3 separate regions of the Triticum aestivum genome follow, and regions 1 and 2 are each linked to region 3. Evidence: chromatin contacts called from public Hi-C data. All regions are on one chromosome and are shown on one strand. Each heading gives the region's core, a stretch centred on a gene start, on an enhancer-like site or on the middle of the called end of the contact. The rest is flanking DNA. Distances are from core to core; before and after follow the strand shown.

Evidence for each region. A called contact is a pair of places that touch in the nucleus more often than the background predicts.
Region 1: a contact with region 3 is called in a Hi-C map of leaf, with 5 times the contacts expected there. The contact joins the promoter of LOC123072161 here to the promoter of LOC606348 in region 3. A contact is called at or near these places in 3 of 5 Hi-C or Micro-C datasets (all in leaf) and 1 of 1 datasets of contacts at active chromatin or transcription factors (leaf).
Region 2: a Hi-C map of leaf shows a contact between it and region 3, with 7 times the contacts expected there. The contact joins the promoter of LOC123072164 here to the promoter of LOC606348 in region 3. A contact is called at or near these places in 5 of 5 Hi-C or Micro-C datasets (leaf, root and an unstated tissue) and 1 of 1 datasets of contacts at active chromatin or transcription factors (leaf).

The regions. Positions count from the first base shown.
Region 1 is chr3B:747,115,906-747,119,202 of IWGSC CS RefSeq v2.1, reverse strand. LOC123072161 reads left to right here and starts at 1,629. Exons shown (of 7, transcript XM_044495721.1): 1 at 1,629-2,099; 2 at 2,365-2,483; 3 at 2,558-2,623; 4 at 2,932-3,129. The coding sequence starts at 1,793.
Region 2 is chr3B:747,508,377-747,511,624 of IWGSC CS RefSeq v2.1, reverse strand. LOC123072164 (2-hydroxyacyl-CoA lyase) reads left to right here and starts at 1,834. Exons shown (of 2, transcript XM_044495724.1): 1 at 1,834-3,248. The coding sequence starts at 2,141.
Region 3 is chr3B:747,297,455-747,300,733 of IWGSC CS RefSeq v2.1, reverse strand. LOC606348 (auxin response factor 4) reads left to right here and starts at 2,002. Exons shown (of 15, transcript XM_044495723.1): 1 at 2,002-2,136; 2 at 2,234-2,340; 3 at 2,474-2,569; 4 at 2,685-2,741; 5 at 2,843-3,010; 6 at 3,110-3,194. The coding sequence starts at 2,082.

The sequences.
Region 1 (3,297 bases), core at 380-2,879, 180 kb after region 3:
GTGATTATACATTATCCGCTAACCAACCTATATTTATGTGGTGAAAATTCTATATCAGTGGTGGCATGTATTACAATGTTGGTGCTACAATATTACATGATGGCGCTTTTTTTTTCAGATGGTGGGAGGGTGCGCGGGATTGATACGTTTTTACATGCCAGTTGTTGCTGATTGACTTGAAAAATCGTTGGCCCGGTCAAAATCTTAAATCAAATCCAAAATTGAAAGAAAGTGGTTCAAAATTAGGAAATATAGTGAATTAAAATAATTGAATGAGAAAACTTGATAAAGTGTTATCCATTCAAAATTGGGTGATCCAATTCTAAATTGAACACCTCAATTAATTGTGGAGTCTTAGAAAATAAGAACCATATTGTATAGTATCCCCTCTATTTCTAAATATAAGTTTTTCTAGAGATTTCAATAGGAGACTACATACGGAGCAAAATGAGTGAATCTACACTCTAAAATATGTCTATATACATTTGTATGTAGTCCATAGTGAAATCTCTAAAAATACCTATATTTATTAGGAATGGAGGGCTTTGAGAAATTGTTGACCCCGTCAAAATGAGGCGATCCAATTTAAATTAAAGACCTTAATTGGACATGACATCTCTAAAACTAGGTTAGTGTTACAGAGGATTAAGCTTCAACTCATTCGGACGAGCAGTTTGAGTGAATCAATATTCTGATGTTTGCGCCCGAAATTTGACAAAACCTCTTTTAGGGTAATTTGACTAAACTTTGACCGAAGGGATGTACCCAAGAAAAGAAGTTTCCAGACGAGAAGCCAGTAACCAGTCCGTGCGTTTAGGCCATCTTCACCGTGACTCCAAAACGTCCAGGTCTGTCCGTTTGGATCTAAACAGATAAATGAAGTGGCTGAACGTGCAACCTCATTCGTAAAAAGACGTCCGCTTTTGGTCCGCTTTGCCCCATCCCGAGCCCAAATTTAGTTCGGCTTTGCGGTCGAGCGGACATCAAGCGAACGCTTTCTCGTCCGCGCCTGGACCCACTGGTCACCCACTCAGGCCTCCCATCGGTCTCTCTCTCACTTTTTTTCTCTCTCTCTCTCCTCGCCATAGCAGCTACAGCAGCGGCGACTCCTCGGCAAAATGCGGCAGGGCCGACGCTGCTGGGGGCGCGGCGGCGGCACGCTGGCGGGCGTGGCCCCGACGAGAGAACGAAGCATGGGCGAGCACGGGAGGCGGGGCGGCGCTGCGGGCATGGTGAGCTCGGACGCGGCACGGGCGCGTTGGCCGGCGTGGCCCCGGCGAGAGAGCGAGGCATGAGCGAGCACGGGAGGCGGGCTGGCGCCGCGGGAGTGGCCACGCGGGCCGGCGCAGGCGCAGGCCGGGCGTGGCGAGCTCGGGCGCGGGCTGGGGGTGAGGCTAGAATTCCTCATTGCCATTCCAAACGGACGAAATCCGGACGAAACGGACGTCCGTTTGGGGTCATGCGATGGAGTTGGATTTAGAATTTTCGATCATCCAGCCACGTCCCCGTCGTGGATGACGTGGACTGTGACTCCCCGAGCAGCGTCCTTATCGGAACCCACTCCCACCATTCTCCCGCTGCCACCGGGCCCCAGCCACTCCATTCCTCGCGCCCACTGCGCCCCGGGACCCACCACCACATTCCTTTCTTCCACCCCAAGAGCAGGGCCGGCTTCTTTCTTCCGCTTGATTTTTTTTCATCAAAGTCGATTTGATACCGGCGCGGATCGGAACGGAACCGAGCTGAGCGGCACTCGCGACCGAGCAAACCCTAACTTGCTGACCATTCTTCGATGGCCAACCCCTCTATGGCGGCCGGCGGCGGGGTGCCGTGGGCGGAGGGGGCCCGCGCCGTCGGGGCCCAGATCCGCAACCGCCTCCGCGTGGCGCCCGTCGACCGCCGCTGGCTCTGGCGCCGCCCCGAGGGCCGCGCCGCCTCCGAGGCCGTGCGCCAGTGGTCCGACCGCCTCCGCGCCATCCTGCAGCGGGACAAGCAGAACCAGGGACCCGACCAGCAGCAGGGCCCCGGTTCCCCGGACGCCAGCGCCGCCGCGGCGGCGAAGCCCTCCTCTAGCGCCTTCAAGTTCTACAGGAAGAAAGGTACGCCAATCTCTTGTCTGGTGCCACTGGTCTCATAGCTCCATGTCAAAAACCATTGCGAAACGAATGCTTGTTTGATGTCACCTGTTGGTAATATCCTTTGTACTACTATCTGAGTCCATAACAATCTGATTTAGCCTAATGAGATGATAAATGTGGCGCTCCGTCCTGGTGATGTATCCTTTATCTTACTCTCATGATACGAGGGGGAATACTGTTTCCCTCATTGCACCAGTTTCTAAATCGCATCACTTTGTCAATGCAGTGGGCAAAGAAGTTAACGGGGTCGAAGACTCCGTGATTTTCCGCTCGCTCCAAGCGCTGGCCGTTCCTCTTATCGGGAATGCTTGCCATGTTTTTATGCATGGCCTTAACTCTGTCCAGGTATTGTAGCTCAAGAGTGATTGATTGTCCGAATTCGAGTGCACAGGCTTCTGCTAACCTGTCAAGTTGTGCAGATTTATGGTGCAGAGAAACTTCAGCAGGCGTTACAAGAGAGGCCTAAAGACAAGCCTCTGCTAACGGTATGTGCTCATGTGGTCGAATAATTGCAAAATGTTACTCCATTTCATTGCATGACATGTTGTCTGAAGGTCGCTAGTAGTCATAAATCCATACTCTTATATGACTGCAACTTGTACTGAAGTGGTGAATTGGTGGTATATGTTCTTTTAGAAGACGATGACCTGCATATTTTCTCTTAAGAATTGTGGCATCGCTTAACTTTTGAACATTAGTCAAGTTTTACATACCGCATTTCTTCCTAACTGCATATTTCTCCACTATGCATTCTTCTAATCACACTATGCTTCTATCATTTTTATAATCCTAGGTCAGCAATCACGTGGCTGCTATGGATGACCCTTTTGTGATTGCCTCCCTTCTGCCACCATCTGTTATGTTGGAAGCACAAAAGCTGAGATGGACACTATGTGCGACTGATCGTTGCTTTACAAATCCAGTTCTGTCCACGTTCTTCAGGTCTGTTAAAGTGTTGCCTGTTAACCGTGGTGAAGGCATCTACCAAAAGGTATGAGATACATTTTGTTTACCGTATGTAGGGGTCTAAAGTTATTTATTTCAGGTATGTGTGCAGTAGATTGGCCATGCAAATTTTGATGTTGGTAAACCAGTTTATTTATGGTATATACTTGGAGAAATGTTGATATTTAGTTTTTTTGACTAATGGTGCCATTTA
Region 2 (3,248 bases), core at 585-3,084, 210 kb before region 3:
CGCTCACCTGGGCGGGAACCGCCGCGAAGGACATCCCCAGCGGTAGCGCGAGGCCCCTGCACTCGTCACCGGCGCCCTTGCCGTCGCCTTCGCCGCCGTCTCCTCTCCGAGCGGACAATGGTCGCCGGCGCCGCCGCAGGTGAATCCCCTTGTGCGGCCGGGAGCGCCGAGAGGCCGAGCCGGTCGAGGACGCGGAGGAGGAGGTCCTGTCGGCCTCCGGGGAGTTGCCGGCGACGTGGGCAACCCCGTCCATCGAAAGGGGGGCCGCTGGAGTTCAAGCCCCGCCGCTGGACCTCCTCCCGCACCTCGTAGATCGCCTCCACGCCATCCCCCGAGCAGGATCCGGCCCCTGCCTCGCCTCCTAGACCGGATCTGGCCGGAGATCGTCGTCATCGCGCCCGGCATCGTCTGCATCGCAGCCCCATCTCGCTCGGAACCGGCGAGGAACACCGCCACCATGTACTTGGAGTTGAAGCTTCGCCGCTGGACCTCCTCCCGCGCCTCCTAGATCGCTCCAGCCTCGCCTCCTCGACCGGATCTGGCCGGAGATCGCAGCCGCCGCGCCGGACATCTTCTGCATCGCGGCCAGCCTCGACCTGCAGCTTGTCTCGCTCGCCAGCAACCGAATAACAAAAACACAGGGTCTTTTTTGTAAGAACGACGTATATTATATATCCACTTAAAAAGGGACTGCGGGTTGAATAACAAAAAGGACAGGGACTATTTTGCAAAATCGCTAGCGAAGACGGACGACAGAAACCCAATTTTCTTTATTATTAGGTAAAGATAAAGATTAGATTTTTGTCCGATGGGTTCCTATTTCTCTGGACCCACTACAAATCTAATGTCATGTTTTCAAACATGCCAAAAAAAATTATGTACTGTGAGCCTGGCAATTCCCTTTAGCATGTTTGGCAAATCCTGACTCCATATTCTTAGCGCTTTCAGTTTCTTTTGTGTGTCATGCCAAAAATGCTTTTAGTTTTTTTTTCGAAAGAGGCATCCAAAGGACATCTTATATTTGAAGGAAAACAATACCGGACAATGAAAGACACTTGGAGGCAAACACCAATACAAAACAAAATTACTCCCTCCCTCCCATAATGTAATACGCTTTTTTACACTAGTGTAGTGTTAAAAAACGTCTTACATTATGGGATGGAGGGAGTATACTATACACCATCCTTTTGGAGATTAAAAATTAGACCGAATGAACAATAGAGGAAATGGACATCTGTGGTGACTTTGCCATTCTCAAAATGTTGTGACGGTTCAGTATCTCGAAAGGTGCCATAAGGATACAGTGAGTGTGTTTATATGAGTGAGCGTATATGCGTGTATGCAAGCATTGCCATGGTACCATGCTCAAAATAGAAATTGGCTGAATTTATAATTTGGGTAAAATCGATTTTGTGAAAGGAGAAATAGTTGGAGAGGAAAGAAAGTTGGAGGGAAAGAAAAGACAGTTGTTGGATCTCTCTCTCTCTCTCTCTCTCTCTCAACACTCTATAAAGCCAACGATAGGTGCTGGGGCAGAAGCAACACAATCACATCTAAAAAGAAAAAAGAAAGATAAAGTACAAAAGGAACAAATGCCGAGAACGACGGATCAACAAAAGTCGCGATCGTTATGCTCACCTAAGATCTCCCATCAAGCTTCTAGACTATGAAGCGCACACCTTGAAGAAGGGATTAATAACTGTTGTGACGATCATTAATAACTGTTGTACTGAGCATATTCATCGATAACCATTTTATCTGGAACTATATTGAGTTGCCTATGTATGTTGGCCTGATCACTTCAGTGGAGGGGAAAGTGCTTTTGAACATGATGATGAAGTCTATGCAGACTCTGGCCAACAAACATGTTGGTGGAGGAGAGGAGAGGAGAGGAGAGGAGAGCAAAAGGAGCACTCTTTCCTCTACATCCAGCAGATTTCCCCACCGGCCGCCGGACGCCACCGGAACCAGATACACCGCAGGCTCCGGGGAGGCGCATCTGCCCCGCCTCGCCCGCCGGCACGCCGCCGCCAGTGACTAACTGACCCCCTTTATAAACTTCCGTGTGCCAGCGAACCCACGCCCAACCACTCTGAGCCGGATCGGAGAAGAACCCACCCATCCCCAGACCACCACACAGATGGCGTCCGACTCCGCCGCGAGGGTCGACGGCAGCGCGCTCGCAGGTCGCGCCCTGGCGGCCGCGGGGGCGCGGCACATGTTCGGGGTGGTGGGCATCCCGGTGACCTCCCTGGCCTCCCGCGCCGCCGCCGCCGGGTGCCGCTTCCTCGCCTTCCGCAACGAGCAGTCCGCGGGGTACGCCGCCGCGGCCTACGGCTTCCTCACGGGCCGCCCCGGCCTGCTCCTCACCGTCTCCGGGCCGGGCTGCGTCCACGGCCTCGCCGGCCTCTCCCACGCCACCGCCAACGCCTGGCCGCTCCTCATGGTCTCCGGCTCCTGCGACCAGCGCGACGCCGGCCGGGGCGACTTCCAGGAGCTCGACCAGATCGCCGCTACCAGGCCCTTCGCCAAGCTCGCCGTCAAGGCCGCCGACATCGCCGACATCCCCCGCCTCGTCTTCCAGGCCCTCGCCGCCACCGTCGCCGGCCGCCCCGGCGGGTGCTACCTCGACATCCCCTCCGACGTCCTCCACCAAACCCTCGCCGAATCCGACGCCGCCTCCCTCATAGCAGAGGCCGCGGCCGCGGCCGGTTCCGCCGATCCGTCCCCACCGAAACACAAGTCCCTGGACCAGGGCATCGTGGAGGCGGCCGAGCTGCTCCGGCGCGCGGAACGGCCGCTGATCGTGATCGGGAAGGGCGCGGCGTACGCCCGTGCCGAGGTGGCGATCCAGAAGCTGGTGGACACCACCGGCATCCCCTTCCTCCCGACTCCCATGGGGAAGGGGGTCGTGCCAGATGTGCACCCACTGTCCTCCACCGCCGCGCGTTCCCTCGCCATTGGGCAGTGCGATGTGGCCCTCGTCGTCGGCGCCAGGCTGAACTGGTTGCTTCACTTTGGTGAGCCTCCCAAGTGGTCCAAGGATGTCAAGTTCATACTTGTGGACGTCTCTGAAGATGAGATTGAGCTTCGGAAGCCGCAGGTTGGTCTGGTTGGGGATGCGAAGAAAGTCGTTGAGCTCCTCAACAGGGAGATCAAGGATCAGCCATTCTGCTTGGCGCGGTCGCACCCATGGGTTGATGCAATCACCAAGAAGAGCAAGGATAATGTGCTAAAGATGGAGGCAC
Region 3 (3,279 bases), core at 753-3,252:
CTACCTTGAAGGGTACCATACACCACCCTCTTCTTCTCAAGCACCACATGTGCCCACTGGCACCGGCGCAAGAAATGTCATTGTTCCCACGGAAGTTGCCTCACACTCCCTCTTCCTAAGCATCGGTTGTGGGCCACATCGTTTGGACCTTAGCCCTATCAAAAGGACCCGGCCGGATCCGAGCACCGGATTGTGGGCCACGTCATTTAGATATCAACATTGTATAAAGGGCTCATCTAGATCAGAGCACGGGTTGTGGGGCCATGTCATATAGATCCTAGCACCGTCGAAAGGGCTTTGGATGGATGCGAGCACCATAGACCCCTCCGTTGCTGCCAAATTCAGTGGTGGCAAGGTGGGACACCAACTAGAGCCCTGCTTTCATCAAGAAATACTCCATGTCATCTAGATCCTAGCGCCGCCGAAGGGCTTTGGATGGATCTGAGCACCGTAGATCTCTCCGTTGCTGCCAAATTCAGTGGTGGCGAGATGGGACACCAACTGGAGCGCTGCTTCCATCAAGAAATTCTCCATGTCATCTGGATCCTAGCACCGCTAAAGGGCTTTGGATGGATCCATGCACCATAAACCTCTCTGTTGCTGCCAAATTCAGTGGTGGCGAGGTGGGGCACCAACTGGAGCACTGCTTTCATCAAGGAATACTCCGCGTCATTTGGATCCTAGCACCACCGAAGGGCTTTGGCTGAATCTGAGCACCGCTGAGGTCCATATGGTTGCCAGGTTTGGTGTGGTAAGGTGAGGCACCAATTGGAGCACTTCCTTTATCAAGCAATACTCCATGCCAGCCATCTGTATCTTGGCATCGCTGAAAGGGCTCGATCGGATTCGAGTACTGACAAGGTCCATGTAGCTGCCAATTCAGAGGTGGCAAGGCGGGACACCATGTGGAGCGTTGTCCATGTCATTTGGATCCTAGCACATCCGAGAGGGCTATGGCTGGATCCGAGCACCCCCGGGGTCCATATGGCTTCCAGATTTGGCGGCAGCGAGGTGGGGCACCATTTGGAGTGCTGTCTTCACCACACAACAATTCCGAAGGTCACGTTCTTCAATTTCCCGAATTCTTTCAAGGATGGTCTGAAAGTCAGGCCCAAGATTTGAAAAGTTTTATTTGCTGGATATTCAAAAACGTTGTTGAATTATTTCTTAAGCTTTTTTTTATCATACCTATGAAAGTTGGGCCAATCATTTCGAAATTCATCTCCAAACTCTGTGAAAGTTCTCCCAAATTTTTCTCACTTTTGTGAAAAGCTCACTCCAAAATGTTGAAACCATCTTGGCTTCTTAGTTGAATCTTTCTGTCTTATAAATCGAAACTCCTTGAATCTCAAAACCCCTCGCCCATACATTCTTTTCCCTATAATATAAACGTCGAACAAGGGAGGGAGGGGGGTGTCACGGCAATGTCGAAATGAGGAATTTCTCTGGCAACCGTAAGACACCCCCATTGCCACGACTCTTACACCGGATTGCCTCGATGAAGGCCCTTCACATCACCTGACCGATGCCTACTAAACCTCAGTTCCAAAAAATTAGACCTTCTAGCAAGACGTTCACGGCATTGCCCAAGTAAACAAAAAGAATAAAAAGAATCACCACGCCAAGGTAATTCGAGGGAACAACCATGTGGTACGCAACTTCAAAAAAAGAAAAACATGTGGTACGCGGTGAATTGGGAGGGAGAGAGACAGGCGATCGAGAATATTATACTGTGTGCGTTAATCGGGGGGACAGGGCGGGCCCCGCGGCTTGGGGGTTGTCGGGGGCGGTGTCTCACGAGGGGCGTTCGGCTGTCGGCGTCGCCCTCCCTCTTTCCGTGTGCGTGTCAGTGTCTGATTCACTCCCCTACTCCCTACCAAGAGACCACCACCAAATTAATCAGCCCCCATCCCCCTCCCCTCCCCTCCCGTCCTCCTCCTCCCCCCCCCCCTCCCCACCCCCACATTTCTACTGACGCTGCCGCTGCTGCCGCTCCCTTCCCCCACTCCCTCCCCTCCCCCCTTTCCCTCCTCGACCCCCGCTAGGGTTTCCCCCCGCGCCGCCGCTGCCGCGACCGCCGGATGCCGCCCGCGGCCATGCCGCCGCCGCCCCCGCCCCCGCAGGGCGCCTCCACAGGTACGCGCGCGCAGATCTGGCCGTCGCGCCCCCCTTTCCGTCTCCCTACTCTCCTCCTCCTCCTCGTGCCTGATGTCTCATGGGTTTGGCGGAGCAGGGGATCCGCTGTACGACGAGCTCTGGCACGCCTGCGCCGGCCCGCTCGTCACCGTGCCGCGCGTCGGGGACATGGTCTACTACTTCCCGCAGGGCCACATCGAGCAGGTTCTCACCACGCCGCCTTCCCCTTCGCCCCCCTCCATCCCTCGGCCCTCGCGCGATTCGGCGCGGGGAGGTCGCTGCTCCGCGGTTCGCGCGCTGAATTTCGCTTTTCCGCTTTGGGTTTTGCTTTTTTCAGGTGGAGGCCTCCATGAACCAGGTCGCCGCCAACCAGATGCGCCTCTACGATCTGCCCTCTAAGCTGCTCTGCCGCGTCCTCAACGTCGAGCTCAAGGTGCCTGCCTCTCCCCCGCCCGCTTCCCGCGCTCAATTCCGCCCAATTTTCTCATCCTCCTGCGTGCTCCGAAATTCGATTCGGACGCCTCACTTTTCCTGGGAATTTTTGGCAGGCGGAGGCGGACACGGACGAGGTCTACGCGCAGGTCATGCTCATGCCGGAGCCGGAAGTAAGCCCTTCCCTCAATCTCTCCCGCCAAAATGAATGTTTTGGGGATCCCCTTTTCTTCTGCTCGAGGGTGTTCACTTCGTCGCGACATGTATTTTTCAGCAAAGTGATGCGACGACGACGGAGAAGTCGAGCCCTGCAACAGGAGGCACCACGCCTGCCAGGCCGGCGGTGAGGTCCTTCTGCAAGACCCTGACCGCGTCCGACACCAGCACACATGGCGGCTTCTCGGTGCTGCGCCGCCACGCTGACGAGTGCCTCCCTCCCCTAGTATGTCTGCATTCTACAATTAAAGTCATAAGGAACCTGCGTAGTGTATGGCTTGCCGTCGGTTTGTGGCATTCGCTGACCTGATCTTCTATTTGGCAGGATATGACGCAGTCTCCTCCCACACAAGAGCTTGTGGCAAAGGATCTTCATGGCATGGAGTGGCGCTTCCGCCACATTTTCCGCGGTAACTTTGCGTTCCTTGCCTTACCGTGATCCGTAGCCGTTTGACATTGCCATGTATATATGCCAGTGTGATCTGAAGATGATCA